Regions from separate parts of the Sus scrofa genome. Here region 1 is linked to region 2. The links are chromatin contacts, called in public HiChIP or PLAC-seq maps. All regions are on one chromosome and are shown on one strand. Each heading gives the region's core, a stretch centred on a gene start, on an enhancer-like site or on the middle of the called end of the contact. The rest is flanking DNA. Distances are from core to core; before and after follow the strand shown.

What was found. HiChIP or PLAC-seq counts read pairs in DNA pulled down with a chosen protein or histone mark.
Region 1: an H3K27ac HiChIP or PLAC-seq map of alveolar macrophages shows a contact between it and region 2. The contact joins the promoter of BLVRB here to the promoter of C6H19orf47 in region 2. A contact is called at or near these places in 1 of 5 promoter capture datasets (liver), 4 of 47 Hi-C or Micro-C datasets (blood, embryonic fibroblasts, heart right ventricle and 1 more) and 2 of 2 datasets of contacts at active chromatin or transcription factors (alveolar macrophages and skeletal muscle).

The regions. Positions count from the first base shown.
Region 1 is chr6:48,725,436-48,730,269 of Sscrofa11.1, forward strand. BLVRB (flavin reductase (NADPH)) reads right to left here and starts at 2,998. Exons shown (of 5, transcript XM_003355917.4): 1 at 2,819-2,998. The coding sequence starts at 2,897. It overlaps SPTBN4 (spectrin beta chain, non-erythrocytic 4), which reads left to right and starts at 4,404. Exons shown (of 36, transcript XM_021094394.1): 1 at 4,404-4,521.
Region 2 is chr6:48,642,198-48,647,211 of Sscrofa11.1, forward strand. It overlaps C6H19orf47, which reads right to left and starts at 3,165. Exons shown (of 10, transcript XM_021094390.1): 1 at 3,059-3,165; 2 at 291-395. It also overlaps a transcript of PLD3 not described here.

The DNA of each region.
Region 1 (4,834 bases), core at 1,748-4,247, 83 kb after region 2:
TGCAAATTTCCATTAACCGAAGGGATAAATAAAATGTGGTATAGCCATACCACCGAATGGTATTCGGCAATAAAAAGAAACGTCGCACCGATACATGCTGCGACATGCACAAACTTGGAAAAAAATATTTTTTAGTTAGTGACGAAGTCAGTCATAAAGAGCCACGTAGTGTATGATTCCATTTATGTGAATGGCCCGGAACAAACAAATCCATACAACGCCAGATCCGAGCCACATTTTCGACCTACGCCATAGCTCATGGGAACGTCAGATCCGCAACCCACTGAGTGAGGACAGGGATTGAACCCACGTCCTCAAGGATACTAGTCAGGTTCATAAATTGTGGGTATTTTGGAGGAGAAACATGTTCTCGCAAACAGTGAGAGTTTTGACACGGGCCGGGCACAAGAGTGCCCATTAGTGTTACCTTATTGGCGATTAGTGGCATTTATTGAGAGCCTTCTATGTGCCAAGTGTTGTGCTATGCTCTTTCCACAGATAAATGATTTTTTTTCCAAAAAATTTTAATAACAACTCACATTTAAATTTAAATAGCCACATGTGGCGAATGGCTACCATCACAAACTATAGTTTTAGAATTTGCAGATTTTACCTTTTACAAAGAAAACAACATTTGCAAAGACTTATTTCCAAACCTTTTCCTTTTCTTTTTTTTCCAAATCCTTTACTTCATATTTTTCTCTTAATTTTTGGCTCTTTTTTTTTGGCCACACCCAGGGCATGCAGAAATTCCCAGGCTAGGGAAGGAACTCAAGCCATGTCAGTGACAAACCAGATCCATAACCTGATGAGCCACCAGGGAACTCCTGTTAACTTTTTATTTTGAAATAAATTCAGACCTACAGGAAAGTTGTACGATCTTGATTCTCATATTTGCTTTATCTTTCTTTCCTTGTGTATATAATAATACACATAACATATATAATTATATATGTGTACAAAATGTTCCCCTAATTATGTGAGGGTAAGTTGTAGATTATGCCTCTTTTAAGCCATTTTTATCTCAACCCTCAGTACAAAATAGATTTCACTGCCTAATCCAGTATCCAAAAAAACTCTATGTATATAACTCAAACAAAAGTTTCATAAAACCCATTTTAACATGTGATACATTGATATTATTGTGACCAATTAAATATATCTCAGAACTGCACTAGGATCCATAGTTTGAAAAGCTGCAGACTACAACGATCCCACAAAGTAGGTTGTATTATATGCCCATTTTGAGGATGGGGGAAACTGAGGCAATTTTAGGTAATCAGGCCAGGACCACACAGCTATAATCTGAGTTCACTCAGCCAAGGAGTGCCTATTAAGTGCCCTTTATATGCTGGGCACCCTTTGAGGTATTTTCCATATATGACTTCATTTCATCATCACAAGAGCCCAAGGTCAAGTTCCACTAGTTCCATCCCCTCTTTGCAGATATCTAGGTACACAGATGACAAGGCATCCGACCACACCGGTGGTACGCAGTAGAGCTGGGGTTTGAAAGTGGACAGATGGGCACCAGAGTCTGTGCTAGTCAGAACTCAGCCCTACAGAATCAATGAGCTAAATAAAAGCTCAGCTCATTTAAGCCCCTCCTGTTTTGGATGGGGACAGCGAGGTTCTGGCTCGCCCGTAGCTCTGAAGGGACCTGGCAGAGTCACTGAGAAGGCAGGTGTAGTTCCGGCTGTGACCAGCAGTGTGGATAAATGAAATTCCACAGAATCCTGGTTTAAGGGAGAGGTAGTCACGTGGAAATCTGGATCATCAGGGTGACTCAGCACCTTTCAACTTCGTCCTCTACTTCCTCCTCTAGAAACGTGTATCAGCAAATTTGTTTCCCCTCTCCCCACAAGTCAAGATCCTCCCTAGGTCTTCCTGGGGAAGGGGGAGAGCTGCAGGCCTAATGGGGAACTTTCAGGCAGAGTCCCTGCAAGGGAGAGCTGGGCTAGGAGACAGCTGAGAGTAGGATCCTGGCAGCCTCCACCCTTTGGGGGCACCCAGATAGTCAATATCTTCAGCATCACCAAGACCAGCAAGGGTGGGACCGTTTATCTGGAAGAGCCAGCCTCCACTGGGGGTTGGTGAACTCTGCAAGGTGGGGGCAGGGGATGGCTTATCCCCTTTCCTGGAGCAACTCCATATTTTCAGCCCTCGTTGGCTTTCCTAGGACCAGTGTCCCCAAGTCTTCAGTGACCTACCTTCCATCAGGTGCTCACGGCAACACACTCCCCAGCCTCTTGAACTTTAAGCCTTGGTGTCCAAACCAAGAACTTTTAGCAGCTGAGAGCATGTGCTGGGTACAAATAACAACACTGCCACTTTCTGGCTGGGTGACAGTGGACAAGTCACTCTCTGGGCCTCAGTTTTCTCATCTGTCAAGTGAGGTGATACTAGTTCCCATCTCACCTGAGAGCTGGGACTATTTAATACAAATGAAGAGAAGGCAGAGCTGGGAGTCCCATGCCTGGCTTAGTTAAGCCCTTGCTGGGTGTGCAAACCACTACCGCCCACCACCACCACCACCACCACCACCACCACCACCATCACCACCACCACCACCATAACAGCATTTCATAAGAGCATTGGATTTAAACTTGTCACCACAGTCCCCTAGCCTCCCAGGGCCAATTCCTTTCCCTTGGACTCACATAAAATTGGACCTCATACTGTCCCCAACCTCTGCCCCCGTGGCCACTTGCTTTGCCCCTGAGTCCTCACACACCAAGGCACACCGGGTCCCATGATGTCCCTTCCTAAAGTTCTGGCCCTGCACCCGGTGACATCCCATGCCCGCCCCAGCTCATGCCTGCTTGCACCGCCTGCGCCAGGGTGGTGAGCCCGGTTCTGCCAGTGGCGCCGAAGATCGCAATCTTCTTGACAGACATGCTGCAGGGACGTAGGGTTGCGAGGCCGCGGAGTCACAGGACGCGCGGGAACCGACTGGCTGCTGGGCCGCCCTCTGCGTCCTTCCCTAGCGGGAGGAACGGGGCGGGGCCGCCCCGAGGGCCACGCCTCAGCCCACCTCCAGCCTCAGGCTTAGGCTGAGGAGCGAGTCCAAAAGGCCACGCCTCCAGCTAAGAATAGGGTGGGCGGGGCGGGCCAGCACCGCCCTCTGGGCCCGCCACTTAGACTGGGAGGCGTGGCTGTATCCGGCCATCGATTCAAGTGGCCCCGGGGCTCCGCCTCCGCGCTCCAGCCTCCCAGGGGGAGGCGGGGCGAGCTCGGGCCACGCCCACCGCTCTCTCCTCACTCACGCCCCTTCTCTCTGGGCCACAAGGCAGATCGGAGATTCACACTAAGCCCCAGGGCCTCCTCGAGGTTGCAAGGGAAGAAAGGGAGGGAGGACGGTGTGGGTGTGACACTGTGTAACTGCGTGTCTGTGAGCCCATGTGACCCTGAGTGTCTCTGTAAACAACCCCAAGGGAGACCATAATTGTGGGTGACACCATGTGCCATCTGCTGTGTACAACACCTTATTACAGTGTGAGACTGTGTGACGCTACGTGTGGCAAGTTATTGTGTGACCTTGTAGTGTCACTAAGTGACAGTGTGTCAGTCTGTGATGCTGTGTGCATCCATGACTCTGGGGTATATTGTGTGAGTGTGGAACACGTGTGCGATGTGTTACATGCGAGTATGTGACTCAGAGTGTGACAGTGTGTGACACTGCATGTGTCATGTGAGGTGTGTGACACTGACACCATTTGAGTGTGGCTGTGGGTGTTACTGTTGTGTTTCTATTTGTGAACTCTATGTGATGTATGAGTGTGACGGTGCAGGATGTGTGACCTTCATGTGAGTGTGCAACTGATGTGACAAGTTTGAGTGTGAAAAAGTGTGTGACACTGTGTGATGGTGAAGCTGTGTGTGATGTGTATGACACTCTTTGTGACCCCATGTTAGTGTGTGACATATGTGTGTTTGTATATGACTCCAAGTGAATGGTGGTGGCACTATTCGAGTGTTCTACAGTGTGTGACGCTGTCGGGCACTGTTCCAGGGCGCGACTTCGTGTGAGCTTGTGACTGCGTGAGACAGTTTGAATATTTGACCCTGCGTGACCCCATGTAAGGGGGTAACAGCGTGAGCGTGTGGATATGAATAGTATTTGTGACGCTGTATGTGACCCCGTATGTGTGTGGCCGTGTGGGAGTGTGCGACCCCGTGGGAATGTGTGTGTGTGACGCTACCACCGGCCCCTGCAGCTGTGCAGCGCACGCTGTGGCCGGGTGTGTGACCGCGCGTGGGCCAGCGCCGCGGGCGGCCGGGGTTGGCGGGAGACCGCGGGCGGGAGGGGGTCCGGGGGCGCGCCGAGCGCGACGGCCGCGCGAGCCGGAGGAGGCGCGCCGGCGGCGGCGGCGGCGCATGCGGATCTGGCCGAGCGGCGGGGCTGGTGGGGCCGAGCAGAGCCGGGCCGGGCCGGGCCGGGCCGGGCCGCGGACACCAACAGGGAGGGCAGTCGGGCACTGCCAGCAGCGGGGACAGCGGCACCGGCCGCCGCGGGCCCAGGTGAGCGGTGGCGTGGGGGCGGATAGTCCCTCCCTCCGGCATCTCCCCACCTGCCCGAGCATCCCTTCCCCGCGCACGCTGGGCTTGGCCTGACCCCTCAGGGTCTCCACGGCTGGGGGAGGTGGAGGGTCAATGGCAGAGGGAGCCCCCAGCCCTCAACCCCGTCCAGCCTCCGCGCCGTGCGTGGGTCTTCCACCCAAGCCTTGTCCTTCCCAGGCCCCCTCCTTGAGGACGGTGACTGGACTGCAGGGAGAGAGAGGCGCGGCCTTGGAAGGGTTAAAGCATCCGCTTCCAGGTCCCATCCCCAGCTTCG
Region 2 (5,014 bases), core at 1,915-4,414:
ACAAGTTCTCCCTGATCGCAAAGCTCATTCGGTAGCTCCTGTCGAAATGTTTCCATGCCAGGCACTGAGTGTGTACACATCTTAGCAACTCCTCACAACCACCAGCAGTAAAAGAAGAAATGATCTCCCAGTTACAGGTGAGAGTGGCAGGTCCGAGGTCACACAGCAAGTAACTGCAGGGCCAGGATTTGAACCCAAGTCAGTCCCATGGCTCTGATTAACACTGGTCAAGGGATTACCATTAGGCAGGTGATGTGGTCTGTCTTTGCAAAGTTTCAGTTGATACTTACTAGACGCCTTTACGTACTGGTATCCTCCCACCACAGCCGCAGAATTCCCTGCTGGACTCAATTTCCTCTCGCCACCATTAAAAGCCCATCTCCAGCGCTGACTTTCTAAACAGTGAAAATTATAAAACATTAATAATAAAGAAATGATAGGGAGTTCCTGTCGTGGTGCAGTGGTTAACGAATCTGACTAGGAACCATGGGGCTGCAGATTCGATCCCCGGCCTCGCTCAGTGGGTTAAGGATCCGGCGTTGCCATGAGCTGTGGTGCAGGTCGCAGACACAGCTTGGATCCCATGTTGCTGTGGCTGTGGCGTAGGCCGGTGGCTACAGCTCCGATTTGACCCCTAGCCTGGGAACCTCCATATGCCACGGGAGCGGCCCTGGAAAAGGCAAAAAGACAAAATAATAATAATAATAATAATAATAATAATAATAATAATAAAGAAATGATAGCTCCCAAAATTCAAGTAATTACCATGCACCAGATTCCCTGTGCTAAAGCCCATAGGAGGTGTGGCTCCAAGTCTCAATTTTACCACTTCCTGACTCTGACTCTGGGGCAAATGGCTTAACTGTTCTGGATCTCACTCCCTTCGACGTTAAAATAAGAATGATAGAGGAGTTACTGTACATCAGCTATACTCCAGTTATAAAAAAAAAAAAAAAAAAGAATGATAGGTGTGGAGTTTCTATTGTGGCTCAGTGGCAACAAATCTGACTAGAATCCATGAGGACGCAGGTTCGATGGGTGAAGGATCAATGGGTGAAGGATCTGACATTGCCGTGAGCTGTGGTGTAGGTCACAGACGTGACTTGGATCCTGCATTGCAGTGGCTGTGGTGCAGGCCAGCAGCTACAGCTCCGATTCAACCCCTAGACTGGGAACCTCCATATGCCAAGAGTTCTGGCATAAAAAGATTTAAAAAAAAAAGATAGACGTATCTGTTCTTTTTTTTTTTTTTTTTTTTTTTTGTCTTTTTGCCTTTACTAGGGCCGCTCCCGTGGCATATGGAGGTTCCCAGGCTAGGGGTCAATCGGAGCTGTAGTCACCGGCCTACGCCAGAGCCACAGCAACGTGGGATCCAAGCCGCATCTGCAACCTACACCACAGCTCACAGCAACGCCGGATCCTTAACCCACTGAGCGAGGTCAGGGATAGAACCTGCAACCTCATGGTTCCTAGTCAGATTCGTTAATCACTGTGCCACCACAGGAACTCCAAATGTATCTGTTCTTAAAGTGCTTAGTGGGGTTGAATGAGTTCATAAGCACCCAGCCCTTAAAACAGTGCTCAGCAGTTATGCATATGTGCATTAAGTAAAATAAATAAACCTTCAGTGAGCTAGGGAAAGGAGAGGACAGTCATTGAGCTGATATCAGTCATATGCAAAGTGTGAGCTGAGAACAGAGTATAAGATAACTTGACAGGGTCCATGGGATCTGACAACATGGAATCACACAGTGTAAGTTTTCAATTCTTCCAGGTTCTGTCTACAATTTAATAGACCATTCTGCTTCCATTGGTGTTCAGGTTGTTTTCCTTCTTCTCACGCCAGCAATGCTACTTTTCCATTAGGAAAGAACACAAATTTTCCTTCTCAATTGAATTGACTGGAGGAAAATGCATCCGTGGTTTTAAAGAAAATGGAAAACCTAACACAATGGGATTAAGCAAAACTGATCAAATAGTAAGTGGCAGGGGAGTTCCTGTTGTGGCTCAGCAGTAAGGAAATGAGTAGTATTCATGAGGACGTGGGTTCAATCCCTGGCCTCACTCAGTGGGTTAAGGACTGAAGGTTCCTGTGAGCTATGGTGAGGGTCACAGACTCAGCTCAGACCTGGTGTTGCTGTGGCTGTAGCGTAGGCCAGCAGCCACAGCTCTGATTCGCCCTCTGGCCTGGGAACTCACATATGCTGCGAGTACAGCCCTAAAAAGACATAAGAACAAAGAAAAAAAGAATGGCAGGATGTCAATTTGCCCAACTCCAGTTTCCAAGTTTTGCCATCTTTTAGCTTCCTCCTCCTCTCTACATCCTTGCAAGTCCCATTTACACCAATGACTCTGAGAATCATTATTAGCGTCTCAATCTTTTGAGCTCCTACTTAATACTGTGTCAGGCCCTGTGCTAAGGACTCAACACGCACATTTCATCAGCATCCTCACAGTGATGCTATGATATTGAGACTATTAGCCCTCATTGTAGAGACGAGGAAAATTCAGTTCAGACAGGTGAAGATATAGGTCCACGACCACAAAGTGTAGTTAGGACTTGAGCTGAAATCTGTGGCCCCCAATTTCACGCTCCCACACCTTGATCTTCCACACCAAGCGCAAAGATCATCAACAATACTAACAATAATAGTATAGTAACGAAGTGAGCAGTGTGCCAGGCGCTGAGCTAAGGAGCTCCGACATGCACGAACTGATTTCTCACTACAACCCATAAAGAAGATGCTACAGTCAGATTCTGACCCCCATTCTACAGAGGAGGAAACTGAGTTTCAGAGAAAGAACTCGCTAATCCAGAGCCGTACAGCGGCGCCAGGACTGACTCCGGAACCCTGGACGCCATTCATCCCCACCTCACCCAGCCCTACCCCATCACCCCCGGCCCGCGCCTCACCTGGCCCTCTGGGCACGCGCCCACTCGCACCACCCACCTGCCCACCTGCCCGCCCTCCCGGCGGCGCCAACTGTCAGACCCTCCTCCCTTGGCCCGGCTGCCCGCCCCGGAAGCGCCGCCCTCGCCGCCGGAAGCCGGACTCACCCGCTCGCGGCTTCTCTAGCCCGCTGGGGAGCCACCAGCGAGGGCGCAGCTGCAACTGTCACGTGACCGCCCGCCGTCTCCCAGGCGCTTCCCTCCGCCCCTCGCTGGCGAGGAGCGCAGCCAATGAGAAAGGTAATTTCCCGGCCCCCGCCGGCCCGCAGTCCAGCCGGAGTGCGCCTGCGCGCCGCGGGGGGCGGTCGGGCGGGGCTCCAGCCTGAAAGGTGCGTGCTGGGCTGGGTCCCGAGTGGGAGACGTGGAGAGCAGGTAATGTGCGATCTGGGGGCGCGGCGCCTCAGCCGTCCTCCTCGTGTTATCCTTCGTCTGTAATGCATCTCTTCTCTGCACATCGACCTCTGTCCCTGTATGTCGCCATTCCTCCGCATGTTGTATCCTGCTTAAATCGTTACCGTTCCCCTTATGTCGCCATCATCACCCTTGACAAGATTTCGTTCGCTTTAAGCCCCCATTATCAGCACCTGTTGAAGTCGCCCCACCCGTTAAGTCGTAGTCGCCGTCTCGTGTCGCCTGCACCCCTCTTTTATTGCTATCACTCTTCTCAGAAATCGTCGTCATACCTCCGTGTCACCTTCGCATGCCTCCTGTTACCATCTCCTTAAGTCGCTCTCTGGCTTCCCTTAGGTCATGCTCACCCCTTTTGTCGCCATCCCTCCTCGTCGTCACCTTTGTTCCTCTGACAGTCACTGCCCACGTCTAATGATTCTAGTTTTCACCATGAAGAGCCACCCTGCCCTACAGTTTTTCTTCTCTTCGTGTCTCTGTCATTTCCCCAAGTCACCTCTCATGTACTCCGGGTATGAAAGCCCTTTACTCAGGGCGTGCCAGGATTCTGACTTCACCACTAAACCTCTGGGTAACCTTGACCTAATCACACCTTTGCAGTCTCAGCTTCCTCATCTGTAAAATCCACACAAGGACACCAACATCAGGGATGATTGTTAAGAATTCTGCATTATTCTAGTGATATGCCCAACTTGATATGGTGATTTGGGCTAATATTATTAGCCATGTCACCCTCACCCAGTCACCTTCATCACCTCATTGTCACTCTCCCCCTACCCCCAACTGCCCTCATCATTCTGGTGATGTCATCACACTTCCTGTATCCTGATGCTCATGCCACAACAGCCAACCCATGCTACCCCACATGGCAATCTCCACGCTGTCCTCACCTCTGCCACGTCACCACATCTGAGGGGGTGACCCATCAACCATCACGCACCTTGTTCATGTAAATACATAATCCCTTTCTCTTTACCTTGTTGGATTGACTGATTAACCACCCCCAAATTGAGAGCATTTAGCCATGGCAGGAGTCCAGGAGGGCTTGGTGGGGGGACGGTTATAGGTAGCTTAGACCGAGTCCTCCCTTGACTCAGAGAATTGAAGGTACAGAGAGAGAGACAGGGCTCACCACACCGTCGTCAAACCTCAGCAACCCTGCATCCCCAGGGGGAGAGCTGGTATCTTAGTCCCTCAGCTTGCTCAGCATGGCCACGTAGGAGAGTCATTAGCAATGTATTTCCATGGGCTGCAACACCCCATTTCCAATCTTAGTTCTTAGTACTTAAATAGTGGCATGACCTTGGGCATGTAGCTTAAGGTCTCTGTGCCTCAGTTGCTACATCTGCAACATGGGAATGAAAACACAAGTTATTCATTCAACAGATTTTTATTAAGCGTGTTCTACATGCCCAGCACTGTGCTAGGCATTGGGGACACATCAGTGGACAAAACAGGCCCGGTGGAGTTTACATTCTAGCAGGGCTAAGAGACAGTGAGCAAACAGGTAAGTAGATTATGTCACATGATAGAAGAGGGGTGGGAATACAAAGATCATTGTTTTAAATAGGGCGATCAGGGGAGTTCCCGTGTGGCTCAACGGGTTGAGGATCCCACAACTCCGATCGCTGCCCTGGTGAGGGTTCGATCCCTGTC